Linked DNA regions of Rattus norvegicus: region 2 is linked to region 1. A link is a contact called in public Hi-C data. All regions are on one chromosome and are shown on one strand. The core of a region is the stretch at or near the end of the contact, and the rest is flanking DNA. Distances in the headings are between cores, read along the strand shown. Region 1 holds the start of Anks1b (ankyrin repeat and sterile alpha motif domain containing 1B). Region 2 overlaps Anks1b (ankyrin repeat and sterile alpha motif domain containing 1B).

Region 1 (4,831 bases), core at 1,840-4,339:
TGCTTTAACCCTAAAACTTGTCAACTGTTTCTGTTTCAAAAATAACACAACTGAGAAGGGAGTATATGAAAAAAAAACATTTGTTTCACTTTGTGTCAATGAAATTAACTAAATCTCTCATTGCTAATGAATTCTTTATTTTCTAAGAATATTAATTTTTAATCTTTAAGGAACTGGTTTTAGCACACAGCCAGAATCATTTTTACACTTATGCATTGATACTTTTGCAAACACACCTGGTTCACTTATCACTTAAAACTGTAGCTGACTTTTTCTATAAAGTATCTAGAGGTAAACATCAGAACTGTAGTCTAAAATATGTATATTACCTACCTGTATTTGAAAATGGGGCACACAGAATAACTATCTTTTCTAAGTCTAAGACCCACTGGGGGGCAGAGTGTCTACACACAGTCATTGTTCTGCAATGAAATACCATTCCAATATGTCACTGTCACCAATTATATATAATAGTCTATGGTTCTTTAAACTCACCATTTTTTCAGTTATGTTCATTTCACTGTAAGACAACCTTTTCCTTTCCCTAGAGACAATAGTGTAATTAATTGCACCATTTGACCACAACCTATGGGAAACTGTGTATACAACACAATATTTTCATGCAAAAGTTTGTATCAAACACTTAGGGACATCAGCACAAGAGGTCAGAGCAGCAGTTCTCAACCCCAGGGCTTGCGATCTCTTTGAGAGTCAAATTACCCTTTCACAGGGGTTGCCTTAGACTCCCAGAAAACATAGATATTTACCTTGCAATTGGTAACAGTAGCAAAATGACAGTTATAAAGTAGCAACAAAAGTAATTTATGGTTGGGGTGTCACAATAGGAGGGACTGTATTAAAGGGTCACAGCATTGGGAAGGTTCAGTGGATAACGATGTTTGCTTGCTCTCAAACCTGAGAACCTGAGTATCACTTCTTGAATCCACATGATAGAGGGAAGAAAAAAAAAAAAAACAGACTCTCACAAGTTGTCCTCTGTTTTCTGAATGGGCTAGATGGCATACACAGCACACACACACACACACACACACACACACACACACACACACACACGCACGCACACACACCAAACATATGTACTTTTTATTTTTTTTATGAAAAGTAGTACAAAATACTTTTAAGCAAAAAAATCACTTCAGCTTTTAAATTTTTTTTTACAGGTATCGTTAAGTTGCCTAAGAGATGTTTTAACATAGAGCTATGCATGATGACAGACGCTTCCAAAACTACACAGGACAAACTAAGCAATACAACTTGAGAACTGAAGAGATTTCCTTGAATTTCATTTAATGAGTGCTCTTCGGGCTTCCTGCCTCCTAGGCGATTTCATTCGTACAATTCAACTTTTAATAATTTCCCAAACACACAAATCAACCCGGCTCTCCCTAGCTTATGTATGGTGAATAAAGACCTTGACTTTTTTTTTTAATGTCACCTTAGAAAGAGCCTTTGAGCAATATTTGTCTCCCCTGCAACATGTTGACATTAAAAGGCCTCTGCTGTATTCCACACACACTTTCCCAAGCCGGATGTGGCTTCCAGCAGCCTGAGTTTCACTCAGCCGTGTCCGGGGAAACTAAAAGTCCTGCCTAAAGCTGCCTCACCTGCCTCATCAAGTTTTACACAGTCCTGATTGACATCTCCTCGGAAGGTCCACAGGCTTTGTTTTTGTGGGATCATAACCCACCGCTGATGCCTTCTGCAGGAAAAGGTAGCAGCAATCCAGGGAGCCTGTGGCTGTCACAGGGTAACTGCAAGCATCCAACAGCTTCTCATTTAAAGAGCCAACTAGTAGGGGTGGGCTTTCACAGCTGCAAACACCAACAGTAATGGGCATGCCGATTTTCTTCTAGCAACATCAGGACCTGTACAAGTTCTGCACCACAGCTTGGAGAAAAGTAGCTGATTGACGCATTGATGGAAAAAGCTATTTTAAAATTACTCCAAGAGTCTAAACCATCAGTCTGACTGGGAGGCTCTTGCCTCCACTTCACACACAAGGTCTGTTTTCCTGCCTAATTTAAGAATGAATCGCTGACATCTCCAAGGTGCCATACCCTAAGGAGAGAACGTACCCATCACAATGCTAACGAGGGGTGTACAGAACACCACCCCTCGCGCCCGCAGTGGGTGCCAATTCTTACCTTAGCAGATTAGACAGGGGCAGAGGTCCGGATCCACCACCCAGGATCCCTCCTTTCCTGCCAGATAGGAGTTTCTCGACCAGAGCCACATTGCCAGTACGAGCAGCCTCTAGCAGCTCCTGGTCCTTCCCCATAGTCTCTCACCGAGTCCGCTACAGAGTCCTTTCCCTGCTCCGGTCCTCCTCCAGGTCCACTCCCCAAAAGCCAGGGCCCTCCCCGCCCCACCCTAAAAGGACGCTGAGATTCCCCGCAGCCCCGCACAGGGAGCAGCACGCCGTCCTCCTTCTCCCGGAGCAGCTTTACAATGGGGAGCAGCCCGTGTTTGGGTAGAGGGGCTGGCCGAGCGGCGACGCGCCCCCACAGCCACTCCCCTGCATTCCCGAGGCCTCCTTCCCGCGGGTGGGGTGCGAGCGGGTGGGGACTGGGCCCGGGTGCTGCCGAGGAACGGAAGGAGGATGCAGAGCTCGGAGGAGGACGCTGAGCACAGAGAATGCCAAGCACTGGGCAGGATGCTCCGGCGCTGACAGGAGGATGCTGAGCACAGGGAAGGATGCTCCGGCACTGAGGAGCAACACGGAGCTCTGAGGCTGATGAGGAGCGAGTCAAGCGCGTCCTCCCGGGAGCTAGAGGGTAGCGAACCACAACGGCAGAGGCGGCCCGTGCTTACGAGCGCCCAGCCTGGACCCTACTGGGTTCTGCGCCCGGCAGGCTCGGCTCTTTCAGGGCGGCGATGGCCGCGGCCCGTGGCTGCAAGAAGCGCGGCAGCCGCGGCTGGGGTGGCTGCGGCCCGCGCCGAGGCTGGGCTGTGCGGGCTGTGCGGGCGAGCCGCGGCGGGTGCGTGCGGAGGGCGGCGGCGGCGGCAGCTCGGAGGCTCGGCGCGCGGGGGGCGTGTGCGCGCGGCAGGTGCGGCCCGGGGCCGGCCGTGGGGCGGGCGGGGATGGGGGGTGCAGCTCTGTGCCCAGTGGGCGGGGCCCTCCTTGCTCCCTCCTCCGTGCTCCCTCCGCTCTCCTCCCTCCTTCCCCGCTCTTTGCTCCCTCTCCCTCCTCTCTCTTCTCCCCCAACCCCCCACCCCGCTTCTGCTCACTTCTCCCGTCTCCTCGGAAGAGGTTTAACTGTGTGAGTACTGGAGATCACCGGGCTAGCTGCTGAGGCGCCTTCTCTGCCTGGAGCCCAGAGTCAGTCAGTAGCGTTACTTGGGGGAAATCTTCCACTAGGATGGAGATACCTGATGCTGGGAAGGGGCGCTTTTGCTGCTGTTTCTGTCCCAGTGCAGGGGACTTGAAGGATATTTCATCCTCTTGCTTGGCCCCTGGTGAGAGTCTGAGATGTCCGCCCTTGGAAGAGGCAGAAGAGGTTTGTTTCATCCTAGTGTCTGAACCACTGAATGCCTTGTGACTTTTGCAGGTTGTTTAGGGGTTTTAATCAGCCTGAATTTTACTTGGGCTTTGGAGATCTGCTGACTTGTGCAAGCACCAGAAAAAGGGTTCTCATTGGAAATTCTTCCACATCCACCCTAGGAAAAATATAAATGGGCATGGATGAGAGAACTGCTTTGATTTGCATATATCATCAGCAGTTCATTGTGCATGGCTGCCTTGATTTTGTTGGCTGTTTTCCTTGCCTGTGCTAGAGAACGAATGCTTATTCTCCTTTGAAACTTCCTGTGACAGCTTGTGGTCAATTGGAAGGAAAAGATGTGACCGTCGTTTACAAGAACCCGATGAACTGGATGTCATTACTAAATATTACTTTAGAACTAAAGTTAGAGGTCCAGAAAAGGACAAGGTGCCACACAGTCGTTGGCTGACAAACTAGACCTGGGAGCTAGTAAGATGGCTCAGCAGGTAAAAGAGCTTATGCCCAGCCTGAGGACCTCCTCAGCCCTCTTAGAAAAAGGAAATAGCTCCCACCAGTTGTCCTCTGGCCCCCATATGCACGCACGCGCATGCATGTGCACGTGCACACATACCTGTGTGCTCCCATTAAATAAATAAATAAATAAATAAATAAATAAATAAATAAATAAATAAATAAATAAATAATAGGGTTGGAGAGATAGTTCTACAGTTAAAGAGTATTCTCCTGCTCTTTCGGAGAATCAGAGTTCAGTTCCTAGCACCCATATCAAGTGGCTGACAATTTTGTGTAACTCCAGCCATAGGGAATCCAAATCAGCTGGCCTCCACAGGCCCTACACTTCGGCGCGTGCATGCACGCACGCGTGCACACACACACACACACACACACGCACACACACACACACATAGAAACAAATCCTTAAAATAAATCAATAATAAATGGAAAAAATTTAATAGCTGTATCCTAGAACTGGCTTAATTCAGATCCCGACAACATTGAATAGCAAATGACACCAAAGTTAATTCTTACAAACATTGGATGAGCGGTCGCCACATGCCAGAAGCCATATGTACTATATTTTTGTTTCCACACTCGACAAAATTTCTGTAGAATATGAGACTATCATGCATGCATTTTGCTTTTCTGTGGGGGCAGAGGTGCCTCTTATATCCTTAGTGTACATATGAGGACACTGATGAGTTCAAAGTCATGCTGCTGGGAAGTAAGGCAGGCAGGACAAACCCAGGACTCCCTGCTGTCTAGGCCAAGACCTTAAGTGAACAACAGGGAAACTCAAAAGACACTCA
Region 2 (4,757 bases), core at 1,490-3,989, 180 kb before region 1:
CCCATATACAGCCACCAAACCCAGAAAAATATTACTGATGCCTACAAGTGCACGCTGACAGAAGCCTGATATGCCTGTCTCCTGAGAGGCTTTGCCTGAGCATGTCAAATACAGAGACAAATGCTAGCAGCTAACCATTGAACTGAGAACGGGGTCCTCACTGGAGGAGTTAGAGAAAGGATTGAAGGAGCTGAGGGGGTTTGCAACCCCATAAGAACAACAATGCCAACCAACCAGAGCTCCCAGGGATTAAACCACCATCCAAAGAGTACACATGGACAGACCCATGGCTCCAGCTGCATATGTAGCAGAGGATGGCCTTGTTGGGCACCAACGGGAGGAGAAGCCCTTGGTCCTGCCAAGGCTCCACCCCCCAGTGTAGGGGAATGTCAGGGTGGGGAAGCAGGGAACACCCTCATAGAAGAAGGGGAAGGGGGGATGGGATGGGGTTTTACGGATAGGAAACTGGGAAAGGGGATAACATTTGAAATGTAAATAAATTTTTTAAAAATCCAATAAAAAATAAAATAAAATAAAAAATGAAATGTAAAAAAAAAAATACCGTGTATTGAGGGGGGAAAGGTGAAGAGAAAGGTAGATTCATTGGTTCCTTTTTGGCTGCTGTGATCAAATATCTAACATGAAGACCTTAAAAGAGAAATTGGAAGCAGTTTGGGTACAGCCCACCGTGGTGCAGAAGGCATGGCCACAGGAGTAGCCTGTAGCTGGAGTAGCAGGAACTTGCTCACATCTCAAAGATTAGGAAACGGAAAGGCAATGTCAGCATTTGTCTGATTTTTTTTTCCATTTTCAATCAGGTCAGGACCCTGCCTTGTGGGCTGCTGCCATCACATCAAGGTGAATCTTCCCTCACAGACTGAAAATACACTCATAGACACACCATGGGCTTGCCTGTGGGATGATTCCAAGTCTGGTCAGACTGCCAGTGAAGAATGACCATCATGGTGCCTTCACTTTAGATTATGAGGAGACTTGTAGCATTCCAAGAAACTTGGAATTACTTCTGTAGTCAACTCGACACTTGTGACACAACACGACTGACATTTCAAGGAGACAGTTTCTCTGACACGTTTTGCAAAGTGACCAGAAAAGGAATTAATTTTAAAGATTTATTTATTCATGTATTATTTCATGTATACGAATGCTCTGTCTGCATGCACTCACTCCTGCAGGCCAGAAGAGGGAATCAGATCCCATTATAGATGGTTGTGAGACATCAATGTCGTGTCGATGTTGGGAATTGAACTTAGGACTTCTGGAAGGACAGGGTGTGATCTTAACTGCAGAGCGGTCTCTCTCGCCCTCCTGTTTTAAAGGCTTAGTTATGTATTTTTATGTGTATGAGAACAGTCGATGTTAATAGAACAGATGAAAGAAATATCCTGAACTATTGGGTACAAAATGGCAAATTGAGAAAGCTGATAGAGGGAGATAAAATTCTTACATCTGAAAGAAAACCTCTGAGAGGTGATAACCACATAGAAAAGAGTTAGCTTGGCACATGACTGAGTTTCATGAATGGCGTGCAGCTGGCGAGATGACTCTATTTGTAGGAACTTCGAGAGCTGTGGTGTCTTTGGGGAATGCCTGATTTCAGACAGGCTACCTCAGAACCCTGTATTGCTATTTATTGCTAACATAAGGTGGAGGTCCTCTGAATTCCATTTACCTCTTGTGTCTCAGTTTTTAATTTTTTATTATCAACAAAAAATTAATTGTAATAGCTGAAATTTTTCTAATGAATGCTTCTTCTTATTCCTCCTCCTCCTCCTCTTCTTCTTCTTCTTCTTCTTCGCAGAATGAATATAGGCACACATTCTTATAAACAAGGAGGTTCAGAATAGAAATTTAGCGCATGTGCCAGGAAGCTAAATTCAGCTGCACCTATCGACAGAGCCTGTAGGCACACATCCACATATCCTCAGAACATCTCTACACATTCGAAGGCTATAAATAATCCAGGCCCAAAACCTCAAACTAAGAACTCAAAAAGGAAACCCTGATTTTGGAAAGCTCATGCCTTGAGTCAATAGCCCATTCATTCCAACTTCTTAAAAACATATCCCTCCTTTACTCAGTCATGATAAGGACCTTTAGCAGATGTACAGAAAAGGCTTGAGAATCTCATTATGTGTGGGTTTTTTTTAAACCCAGATTCTTTATCTTATTCTAATAGAGACTAAAAATGGCACTTCCGAATATTTTAAAAATCTTCTGGTCAGCATTCGTTACCCGAAATGAATGCTTTCTTATGATGAGATCAAAACTTTCCAAAAGACTCCATTCCCTTGGTTGGAATGTAACCAGGTTCCTGGGCTTTCTACTGAACCAGGACATGCACAAAATCATTTCATTTCTTTGGTTTTTACATAGTGAAGATGATAGTCCTTAAATGTAATCCCAAATTCCTTGGGCCAATATACACATGCATAGCCAATGAGATGTAAGAAACAACTACCCCCACCACTTGGTCATTGTTATTTTCTTCACAAATCTAAGGAGAAAATCCATTCCTAACAACACAAGAGTGTGTCAGCTTTCTCTGGATCTTCTCTGGAGCTGGGGAAATAAGTCAGTAGTAGAGAGAGCCCTATAAGCTCTCCGACTAGCCCTATTTCAAGTGATTGATGGCCTAATGAGGACACAGACTTTCATATTATGTAATGCAGGGCAGCTCAATGTTATTATTGGGGACAGAGGGAAAGAAAAAAATCGACGGTTACACTGATGTGATTGGTTTCCGACATCCACCAGGAGACACACCATCACGCCCTGTGACAGCATTTCCAGACAGGGTTAACTGAACGGAGTTAAGATCCACCCTCGAAGTGGACAGCCCAGAAGTAGAAATCCCAGGGTAAAAGAGCATGGGTATGCCTCCTTCACTTCCTCCTGAGCGGGTGTCTCTCACACCACTGCGGCTGACGTATCCTCCACTGCGGTCAGACTCCAGCTTCTCCGGCTCGCTGATAAGGACCAGCAACTCCCCAGTGAACTCCCAGACTTTCAGACTGGGACTACTAAGCCGTTCACTTCTTGGACTGAAAAGCTACCAGATTCTCTGCTCTTCTAGCCTACAGAAAGCCACTGTTGAACACTCCAGCCCTTACAGTATAAGATAATCCAATAAATTCCTCTTTACAGTATATATCATACAGATATATTGATACTTACATTTTACAAGCCCTATCCCTCCATTTATTTTTCTCTCTTCTTTTTATTTGTTCTTATTTTGGTTGATCAGGTCTCACTAAGTAGCTCTGTCTGTTCTGGAATACACTATGTGGACCAGGCCAGCCTCAAACTCACATAGATTCCCTTGCCTCTGCCTCCTGAGTACTGGGATTAAAGATGCGTGCCACTAGGATCGGTTTAACACAGCGTCTTCAATGATAGGCTATAACCTCATATGGGAGCACACAACTGAATAAAGGGAGATGGGGGGGGGATGGTGAGAGTAAAAGGTTTCTGAATGTTCGGCAACCAAAAATTAATTAAAAAACAATATACAATGATTTCCAAGTGTTTCTGGTAGCACCGCCCCATGATGCATTTCAAGACTTGACTTAGTTCTGAACAAACAACGTGTACTTTCACTGCGCATGCTCACGCCACACATGACAACGCGAGCTCTCAAGTCACACGTGACAGCAAGTGCTATCTGAAATACTTTGGTTCAGACTCAGAGTGTGAGATGCGCAGTGTTTTTACAGAACCTACGAAGTTTTCTGCTATTATAGACACAGAATGGTTTGATTACAGAAGACAAAAACTTACGTATTTCCCTACCTTACTTCCTCAGCACAAATGTATTAAATTAGTAAATATCTGAACTGTATTATATTGAAATGTTTGATTTTTGAAATTTAGGTTGCCGGCTAATCTCCTTTTAAAAATTCGTTATTTTTAATTTGGAATTAGGAGAGAATTTCCAAATTTTTTCTGAAATGGCCCTAAATGCACTTCCTTTCTGAACTATGCATTTCTGTAAAGTGGCAATAACTCACTGATGATTATAAAAATCAAAATATCAATCAACTCCAAAAAAAATGCTAAAGAGGTTCAAATTGTACAGTACCAATATTCAGCCTAATTTTAATCCTTCATATAAAAGAAAACCACATCCTTCCCACTAGTATGAAATTTGCTTTAGGTCTTGATAAATAACAAAATTATTATGTCTACATTACATATACATACATATATGTACATAATTATATTCAGATAAATGTCATTATGACTTGGTATCAGTGTATAATTTGTATACCTATTCTACGTACTTTGCGTCTCATAAGTATTCGCAAGCATAAAGAAGAAGCAAACAGAAGAGATTCAAGAAGCTCTGCTCGGCCGACAGGAGCCGGATGTAGATCTCTCCTGAGAGACACAGCCAGAATACAGCAAATACAGAGGCGAATGCCAGCAGCAAACCACTGAACTGAGAATAGGACCCCCGTTGAAGGAGTCAGAGAAAGGACTGGAAGAGCTTGAAGGGGCTCAAGACCCCATATGAACAACAATGCCAAGCAACCAGAGCTTCCAGGGACTAAGCCACTACCTAAAGACTATACATGGACTGACCCTGGACTCTGACCTCATAGTGTAGCAATGAATATCCTAGTAAGAGCACCAGTGGAAGGGGAAGCCCTGGGTCCTGCTAAGACTGAACCCCCAGTGAACATGATTGTTGGGGGGAGGGCGGCAATGGGGGGAGGATGGGGAGGGGAACACCCATA

What was found. A called contact is a pair of places that touch in the nucleus more often than the background predicts.
Region 2: a Hi-C map of frontal cortex shows a contact between it and region 1, with 2.1 times the contacts expected there. The contact joins the enhancer-like site here to the promoter of Anks1b in region 1. A contact is called at or near these places in 3 of 12 Hi-C or Micro-C datasets (the A7r5 cell line, frontal cortex and prefrontal cortex).

Annotation. Positions count from the first base shown.
Region 1 is chr7:26,198,907-26,203,737 of GRCr8, reverse strand. Anks1b (ankyrin repeat and sterile alpha motif domain containing 1B) reads right to left here and starts at 3,089. Exons shown (of 27, transcript NM_001414940.1): 1 at 2,166-3,089. The coding sequence starts at 2,299.
Region 2 is chr7:26,378,838-26,383,594 of GRCr8, reverse strand. The region is part of intron 1 of Anks1b (ankyrin repeat and sterile alpha motif domain containing 1B); the gene reads right to left. Among named protein-coding and RNA genes, the nearest start is that of Anks1b, 180 kb to the right of the region's middle. Within about 2 kb of position 2,739, at least 3 of the 93 cell types and tissues checked have an H3K27ac peak or open chromatin away from gene starts, as enhancers often do.